2 separate regions of the Mus musculus genome follow, and region 2 is linked to region 1. Evidence: chromatin contacts called from public Micro-C data. All regions are on one chromosome and are shown on one strand. Each heading gives the region's core, a stretch centred on a gene start, on an enhancer-like site or on the middle of the called end of the contact. The rest is flanking DNA. Distances are from core to core; before and after follow the strand shown. Region 1 overlaps Blk (B lymphoid kinase). Region 2 holds the start of Blk (B lymphoid kinase).

Evidence for each region. A called contact is a pair of places that touch in the nucleus more often than the background predicts.
Region 2: a Micro-C map of B cells shows a contact between it and region 1, with 3 times the contacts expected there. The contact joins the promoter of Blk here to the enhancer-like site in region 1. A contact is called at or near these places in 18 of 39 promoter capture datasets (the 3T3-L1 cell line, 3T3-L1-derived adipocytes, the C10 cell line and 11 more), 9 of 484 Hi-C or Micro-C datasets (B cells, the HL-1 cell line, the N1E-115 cell line and 5 more), 4 of 115 datasets of contacts at active chromatin or transcription factors (T-cell acute lymphoblastic leukemia, embryonic stem cells, microglia and 1 more) and 4 of 9 other capture datasets (adipose tissue, embryonic stem cells, liver and 1 more).

What each region holds. Positions count from the first base shown.
Region 1 is chr14:63,381,934-63,385,645 of GRCm38.p6, reverse strand. It overlaps Blk (B lymphoid kinase), which reads left to right. Exons shown (of 13, transcript NM_007549.2): 4 at 714-807; 5 at 1,619-1,717; 6 at 2,907-3,010. Among named protein-coding and RNA genes, the nearest start is that of Gm46458, 13 kb to the right of the region's middle. Within about 2 kb of position 2,080, at least 17 of the 459 cell types and tissues checked have an H3K27ac peak or open chromatin away from gene starts, as enhancers often do. A contact at or near this core is called in B cells, where this site is marked.
Region 2 is chr14:63,415,685-63,419,476 of GRCm38.p6, reverse strand. It overlaps Blk (B lymphoid kinase), which reads left to right and starts at 2,290. Exons shown (of 13, transcript NM_007549.2): 1 at 2,290-2,708.

The DNA of each region.
Region 1 (3,712 bases), core at 831-3,330:
GGGACTCCGCCATTCATGCTGAGCCTCCTCCCACCAAGGGAAGGTCCCAGCCTCAGACCATGCCACTCATCCATGACAATGTTAGGTCATCTGTGAGCTACAAGTCTCCAAGAGATTCTGCCAGGTATTAGGGACCCCTGGTGTCAAACAATGATCATCTGAAAAGTGTCCAGCATGCTCCTGCACCTTCTACTGCCTCACCGGCTTGTCAACATCCTTCCAGGGGAGTCTCAGAGCCAAGAAGGCCAGGTGCTGAAAGCCAGAGGTGCCCCTGGGAAGCTCTGGTACCAATGCCATAGAGAGGGCGGGGCTGGAGTGGTCACATGACCTTTGGGATAGAGGCTGGGAAATGATGCTGAGGGGATACTTCAGAGGCAAGTTGGATTCAGGATCAGCTACTGGCTCTTAGACTTGGGCCTACAGCCCTCTAAGGGCTGGCAATGGCTGCCTCCATGTAGCTGCTCCCCCACCCTCAATCTTTGTCTAGGCCTTAGTTCTGAAAGGAAGATGAGCCAGGCAATGAGGGTCGGCCTATTCCTAGAGTGGCTGTGGGTCTGGTGTCACTTCCTGAGAATCCCCTCTTCATTGCTGAGAGTATAGCCTCATGTGGCTTCCTCTCACTAACGCTCTTAGGACCTGGAAGATGGTTTCCCCCAGACCTCTACTTCAGTTGTGGACCCCAGTGGTAGCCATCTCTTCCTTGTTCTTTCCAGAGGAGCGTTTTGTGGTGGCTCTGTTTGACTATGCCGCTGTGAATGACAGGGACCTTCAGGTGCTGAAGGGTGAGAAGCTCCAGGTCTTGAGGAGGTAAATTTCTAGCATCCTGTCCCCAGTCATCAAGGACCTCCCCCCATTGTCTACTTCCCTAGTTCACCCACCCCATCCCTGGGGCACCCCTAAATGGCCTTCTCTCTTGCCATTTCCCTCTCCTGAGTTCCGGGGTTCTCTTAGGCATGGGTCATTGTCCTTCCCTCCAAGTCTTTCTGGTAAGGTGGTTTCCACGTCTGGCCTTCTGGCTGCTGTTAAAATCTAACGAGACACCTCCCTGGATCCCACATAGCCACTCCACTTTGGCTTACTCTCTGTGTTCTTTCTCAGAACACCCTCCAGTCTGCTTATGTTCTCCCTTCTTCCTTCCTCCACCCTTCAGGCCCACACCATGCAACACCAAGGTCTGACTTTATTCTTAAAGGTCTGCAGTGGGTTTGAATTGAACGTGTAAGTGAGTGCCCTGATCTTAGATTCTACACAGCTTTCCAGTTCCTCCCTTGTCAAGCCCCCTCCTGGGTTTGTTTTCTTAGCCAGGTCCAACTCATTCATAACTTTTGGACCTGCCCCATCCATTGAGACAGGGGCCACTTAGTAAAGGGCATGGTGATCAGGTTGTCAGGCTATACAAGCAAATCTACCCTTCCTCTGCACTATGACCCCTTCTGCCTGTCACATGGCCCAGTGGATGGGCCACTCCCACGGCACCTCCTTATCACCAGGCTGTCTGTCTGTCTCTCTCTGTGTTACTGTCTCTTACCAGATTGGGATCTGTTGTAGGGTGCTGAGAGCTGCTCAGTGTGTCTTGTGTGAGCCTCTGACATATTTCTGTCTCCCCTTCTTCCTCTAGCACTGGAGACTGGTGGTTGGCCAGGTCACTCGTCACAGGAAGAGAAGGTTATGTGCCCAGCAACTTTGTGGCCCCAGTAGAGACTCTGGAAGTAGAAAAGTAGGTGAATAGACTTCGTCAAGCCAGAGGCGGCAGGGCTGCTCTCACTGCTCTGGGTACGGCAGGGCCAGAAAGTGAGCTTAGTAGTGGCTGTTGGTGAGAGGCCAGGAATGGAAAGTTCTGGCTCTCTTCTAACACTCTGAATGATGCCAAGGGAGTCTGTCTTCCCTCTGAAAGAAGAGCTACTGATTCCTAGCTTCTCTAGATGAGACTGCCCACAGTGTCTGGTTCCCTCCAGAATCCATAGCAAAGCTCTATGTCCTGTGACCATTCCCCACCACTGCCAGAGACAGGCTCAGTCCTCGAGGCATCTTCAACTTTCTCATCACCAGCTCTCACACACCAGCAAGCTCCACCGGGGGCATTCCCCTACTCCTTCACATAGTGCAGAGACATGAGTATGCCCCACCTCATGGTGGTGACGTTACCTGCTTCCTTACCCTTCCCACGCACCATGGGTTTTCCCCCAGAAACATGTTGTATCAGTTATTTCTTTCATCACTATTTAAAATTTATATAGTTTAAGGAAGGCTTCATTTTGGATCACGGTTAGAGAGAGTACATGATAGCATGAAAGGAAAGATACACCCTGCTCACGATGTTCATGATGGTAGGAATGTACAGCCAGGCACCTCTCACAGATCAGTGGACCAGGAAGCAGCTTGAGCTTCACCAGGGCAGCTGAGCTGGCTTGTCACCTCCAGTGCCACTCCCATGGCTTCCAACTAGACCTCATATCTCGAAGGTTCCACAGCCTCCCACAAGAACACCACTAGCCAGGGACCACATCTTCAAACATATACAACCCTGCAAGGAGCATTTTATATCTGTCCACAGCATGTGTTGAAAAGCCCCATGCTAAAGAGAGGTGAATCGGAAGGAATCCAGGCCCAGAAAGTCCCTGGCAGTGACATCATTGGCTCAGACAGCAAGGAAACTGAAAACTCATGCCAGGAGAAGGGTGGTGGAGGATCAGGAGCTATCTCACAGACTAGCAGTGATGAAGGTTACCTAACTCATGTTCTTGCTTCATCACATTCATCCAAAATGTGAACCTAGAAGTTGATGGGATGAAGTGGGGTTGCAGGGACTGAGGGGCCATCTGACTGAACAGGATGTGAGGGACATCTCAGGATCGACTTAGGGGTATCACCAACTCTGAGGCTCACCCACTCTTGCTATTTTCCAGATGGTTCTTCAGGACCATCAGCCGGAAGGATGCTGAGAGGCAGTTGCTGGCTCCGATGAACAAGGCCGGCTCCTTTCTCATCAGAGAGAGTGAGAGCAATAAAGGTTGGTTCAGGAGCCTCGCTGGCCCCACTTGCCATGTGTGCACGGTCCTAGGAAGCCCTCAGTGAGGCCTTGATCTGGAGTGCCAGGGATACCTGTTCCATGGCTTCTGTCCCATGTCCCTGCCTGGGAGCTGCTTTGAGGCTGTCCACACCAGGTATTCTCCTGGTCCCAAGACTGACACTACTGGATAGCAGGGGTCGTGGAAACACCCAAATGCTACAGTGGCCACAAACTGGCCACAAACTAGTGAACTGAGGCAGATGGGGCTGAGAAAGGAAAGATACCAGATAGCCATCAGTCCCCCAGCACATTTTGGAATCAAAGAGTCAAGATTGGAGAATCTTTAAAAAGCATCTCAGTCAGCAAGTGGCAGGTCACAGGAAAGAGCAAGGGCTGTGGCAACCTCAAGGTGCGATGGACAGGAAGGCAGCCTCTTGGTGCACTTTTGCAAGTAGACTGTGAGAGACAGATTAGCAAGAAAGACACAAGAGGAAAAAGGTCTTAAGATGCGGACTGCTATGCCTGCAGAGCATCTGAAACAATGTGCAACAGTATCAAGGTCCTCATACAGAAAGGTGTGCAGGCCTGACCCCTCGTGGTGGAGAGTGGGACTGCTCCTCAAACACGTGTTCATAGGAAGGGTAGGGTGCCTCCTTCTCAGTGCCCCTAAGCCTACTGTAGCTAACTCTTCTCCTAATCTTC
Region 2 (3,792 bases), core at 1,041-3,540, 34 kb before region 1:
ATTTTATTGTCTTGGCTCTACCTTGCCTGAAGGACCTTCCAGTTCTGGCTGTTTCTTTTCACCTTGGATCAAAACTATAATCTTAAGCCAGTAAACCTGTAGTTTTCCCAACTTCTTGTCTACAACCAAATACATAACCTTTAACCCATAAACTGCAGGTTCATGTGTCCACACCCAAAACCAAACCTGCTTTCTCTTCCTAGTACAGTGGCTGGTTTTCATTGGCCTGTGGACCAAGCCTACCACAGGTACCAGAAAACCTATGATTTTTCCTTATTCCAAATAGCATCCTGTGTGCCGGGCATTACAATAATCCTGGCATAATAAAATTCTTAATGACCGAGCATTTCCCATGATCTGAAAGTTGTTCTTTGTATTTGTTTCGTTGACAATTTTGTCTGATATACTTGTTACTGTTAAAGGGGACTATGTAATGTCTCATACCACCACCTTTGAGGTGAATCTTGGCTTGGACTATCCGAACATTTTTCAACTTGACCATTCTATTACTCACATCTTTTGATTTTAATTATAGATGAGTTGTTATCAGAAGGTTGGTGTAGAGTCATGGAAAGAGAGCCCTGAGATTTGCATAAGTCACCTCAGATGCACAAAAATAAATGGGGAAAATGACAGAGAGAGGCAGTCAGGCTGAGCACAGAACCCCAGGAGTCAGAGCAAAGGTCTGGTCTCAGTGCTGTCCTGACAAGACCTGCTGAGGCTCCCTAACTTTATAAACTGTCTGACAAAGGATACTGTCTAACCCTTCACCATCTCTCCCCTGGGTCTTCTCCCCAACAGCTTTCTCGGGGGCCCTGTGACTTTGTGAGGGTTAAAATGGCTGAAATTAGCTTTCACTTCTGCTCAGACATCTGAAGCCAACAGCAACATCATTTCTCTGTTCTTTTCTGAGTGGTTGCTGGAATCTATCTGTTCGTGTGTGTGCATGTGCGTGTGCGTGTGTGCATCCAACATCTGTGGTAAACAGAAGGGTGAGTTTTTCTCAGACTATACCAAGGCCAAAGCCATAAGCAAATTGGAATCACTCTCCTCTCAGCAAACTCTCCCCATCCCTCCTATTCTGCTCTGGGAAGATGAGGGAGTGGCAGAGGAAGCTGGTTCCATGTCATCCCTTCGTGTTCTCCCAGCCTCAGGCTCAAGTGCACAGGTTCAAGTCCAAACATTCTCTGTTCAAGGTCTGAGAAGATAGTTCAGTTGGCCAATTGCTTTCATTACAAGCAGAAGAAGCCAAGTCTGGTCCTCAGAACCTGCTATAAAATAAGATAAAATAAAATAAATGCTGGTATGCAATTATGATTCCAGCCTGTAGAAAGCAGAGACAAGAGGATTCCTGGGACTGAGGAGCCAGCCATCTTATCCTGCTTAGAAAGTTGAAAGCCAGTGAGAGACCTTGCCAAAAACAAAAAACCAACAACAGCAAAATCCCGATAGGTAGTAACTTCTGAGATGGTCCTTTGTTTCCCACACACGTGTGCCTATTTCTTGCAGCTGAACACATTAGCTGTCTACTCTATCCTAAATACTGTGATAGGAACATTTATACATGTTCCTATGAAACCTTAGGGGACAAGCAACAGCCCATAGAACCAAGAGCTCCATGCCCCACTGCAAAGAGCTTCTGATAGCTCTTTCCTACAAGGACTTGCAGTGAACACTCTCTTAGCCCTAAAGTCCCAGAAAGGATGCTCCATATGGGTACAGATCATGAGCTGTGGTGTAGAAACTGGCAGACCGATGATCTACTCGATCAAGGCTCCTAGACATTAAAGAGAAGGGAGAGTCTGCCCTTGAGACACCTGGATGAGCAAGGTGATCGGTGGTCCATGATGTCTTCTGGGCCAGCAGGTCCTCTCAACAACCTTCCTGGTCCCATTAACCCCTGACTGACATCGGAAAGGATATAATCAACCATGGTGCCACCCTTCCTGTCACCTCACTGTCTCTTCTCTGAGTTTTCACTGACAGGTAAAGTGATCAGTTGAAAAAAACCTCTGAGATCAGATTCACACATTGATACAACACTATCAAACATGGAGGGATTTGTGTGTACTGAGCATCAATTCTATACAGTCCAGTCACATCTGTTCTGCCACTGAATGCTCACACCATCCTGTGACCCCACTAATATTAGCATCATTTAAAAGCAAAGCAAAGCCAATGGACTGAGAGAACCCCGCCCTAGTTCCCACAGGTGGCCCAGACGGAACCCTCTGAAAAATACTTCCTGGAGATAGTTGGAGGTGTGTTGACCCTAACAAACCAACCAAGGGGAAACACCAGCCGTGTGGTGAACCAAAACCCATGAGAAAACTTTGGGGTGGCAGAGGGGCATCATGACCAGCCTGGCTGAAGGTCAGGTGCCCATGAAACTTCCTCAGAAACACCTCCGGGGCTGAGGAGCCAGAAGTCTCCAGAAGACTTGACTGGAGGGCAGAGCTCCCACTGAGCTGCTTCTTAGGGCTGTTCATGGCGGTCTGATCACAACAGGGGGCACACACACCTCTGTGTGCTGTTGGCAGGAAGCCACAAGCCACTGAAGCTGACTGAGATGAGAAGAATCCATCTGGGGATGGGATTGGCTTTTCTTAACTGGGTCCAGAGCTTCTGGTTGCCGCTAGAAAGTTCTTCAACCACACAGACCCTGGGATCTGCACAGCTATGTTGAGAAGCTACTGAAGCCCTGCAAGGTAGGCCTTTCAGCTGGCTCCTGGGCAGCTCTACCCAGTGTGAACGGTGCTCTGAGGCCTGTGAGATGGGTGAATGGGCAGGAACATTGCTATGGCTGCTACTCATAGAATTCACATGCTCTGTCCTACAGCTATGAATAAGGCATCCTACTGTTTATTCCTGAGAGGTCTTTGAATTTATAAAAGTTCACCCACCTAGGGTAGATTGTGTGGTGTAACTCCAAGGTGGGAAGGGCAGTGAAGGTCCACCAGAAGACATGGGATGTGGGAGAAGATAGCCGGGAACATACAGACCAGCTATGGGGCTAGAGGCAAGTTCCCCAGCCTGTTAGAAAGGAAAGTAACTGGAGCCACTGTGTAGAGTCCAATGAGGTGATATGCACCACCTGGCTCAAGATCAGTGTGTCTGGTGATTACTCTCGATTCTCTGGTTTTTAATGAAATTATTTGGATTTTTGGGTATTATGGTGATGGAACTAACAACCTTTTTGGCCAAGATATGTTTTGTTAGTAAAGGTAGCCCAAGGAAAGAATAGTTGTTAACACGTTTTGAAAGGATGTTTAAAAGTTGCTTACTAGCTGGGCATGGTGGCACACGCCTTTAATCCCAGCACTTGGGAGGCAGAGGCGGGTGGATTTCTGAGTTCGAGGCCAGCCTGGTCTACAAAGTGAGTTCCAGGACAGCCAGGGCTACAGAGAAACCCTGTCTTGAAAAACCAAAAAAAAAAAAAAAAAAAAAAAAAAAAAAAAAAAGTTGCTTTGCTTACTTATACTTGGGCTAGGGAGATAGCTCAGTGAAGTGCTTGGCTCGAAAGCATAAAGACATGGGTTTGATCCTCTAGCACACAGGTGAAAACCCTCAGTCCTGGGGAGGTAGGGTAGGAGCATTCCTGGGTGCATTGGCCAGCTAGTCTCCTTACTCCATGATCTCTACTCCAGTGAGAGATCTAAAACAAACAAACACACAAACAACCTTAAAACCCCAAGGTGGCTCCCTCCTGAGGAGAAACACCCATGCACATGTGCACATGAACACGCACATGCAGGCAATGTTTACAATTTGGCAGCTTCTCCGTTCACTTTG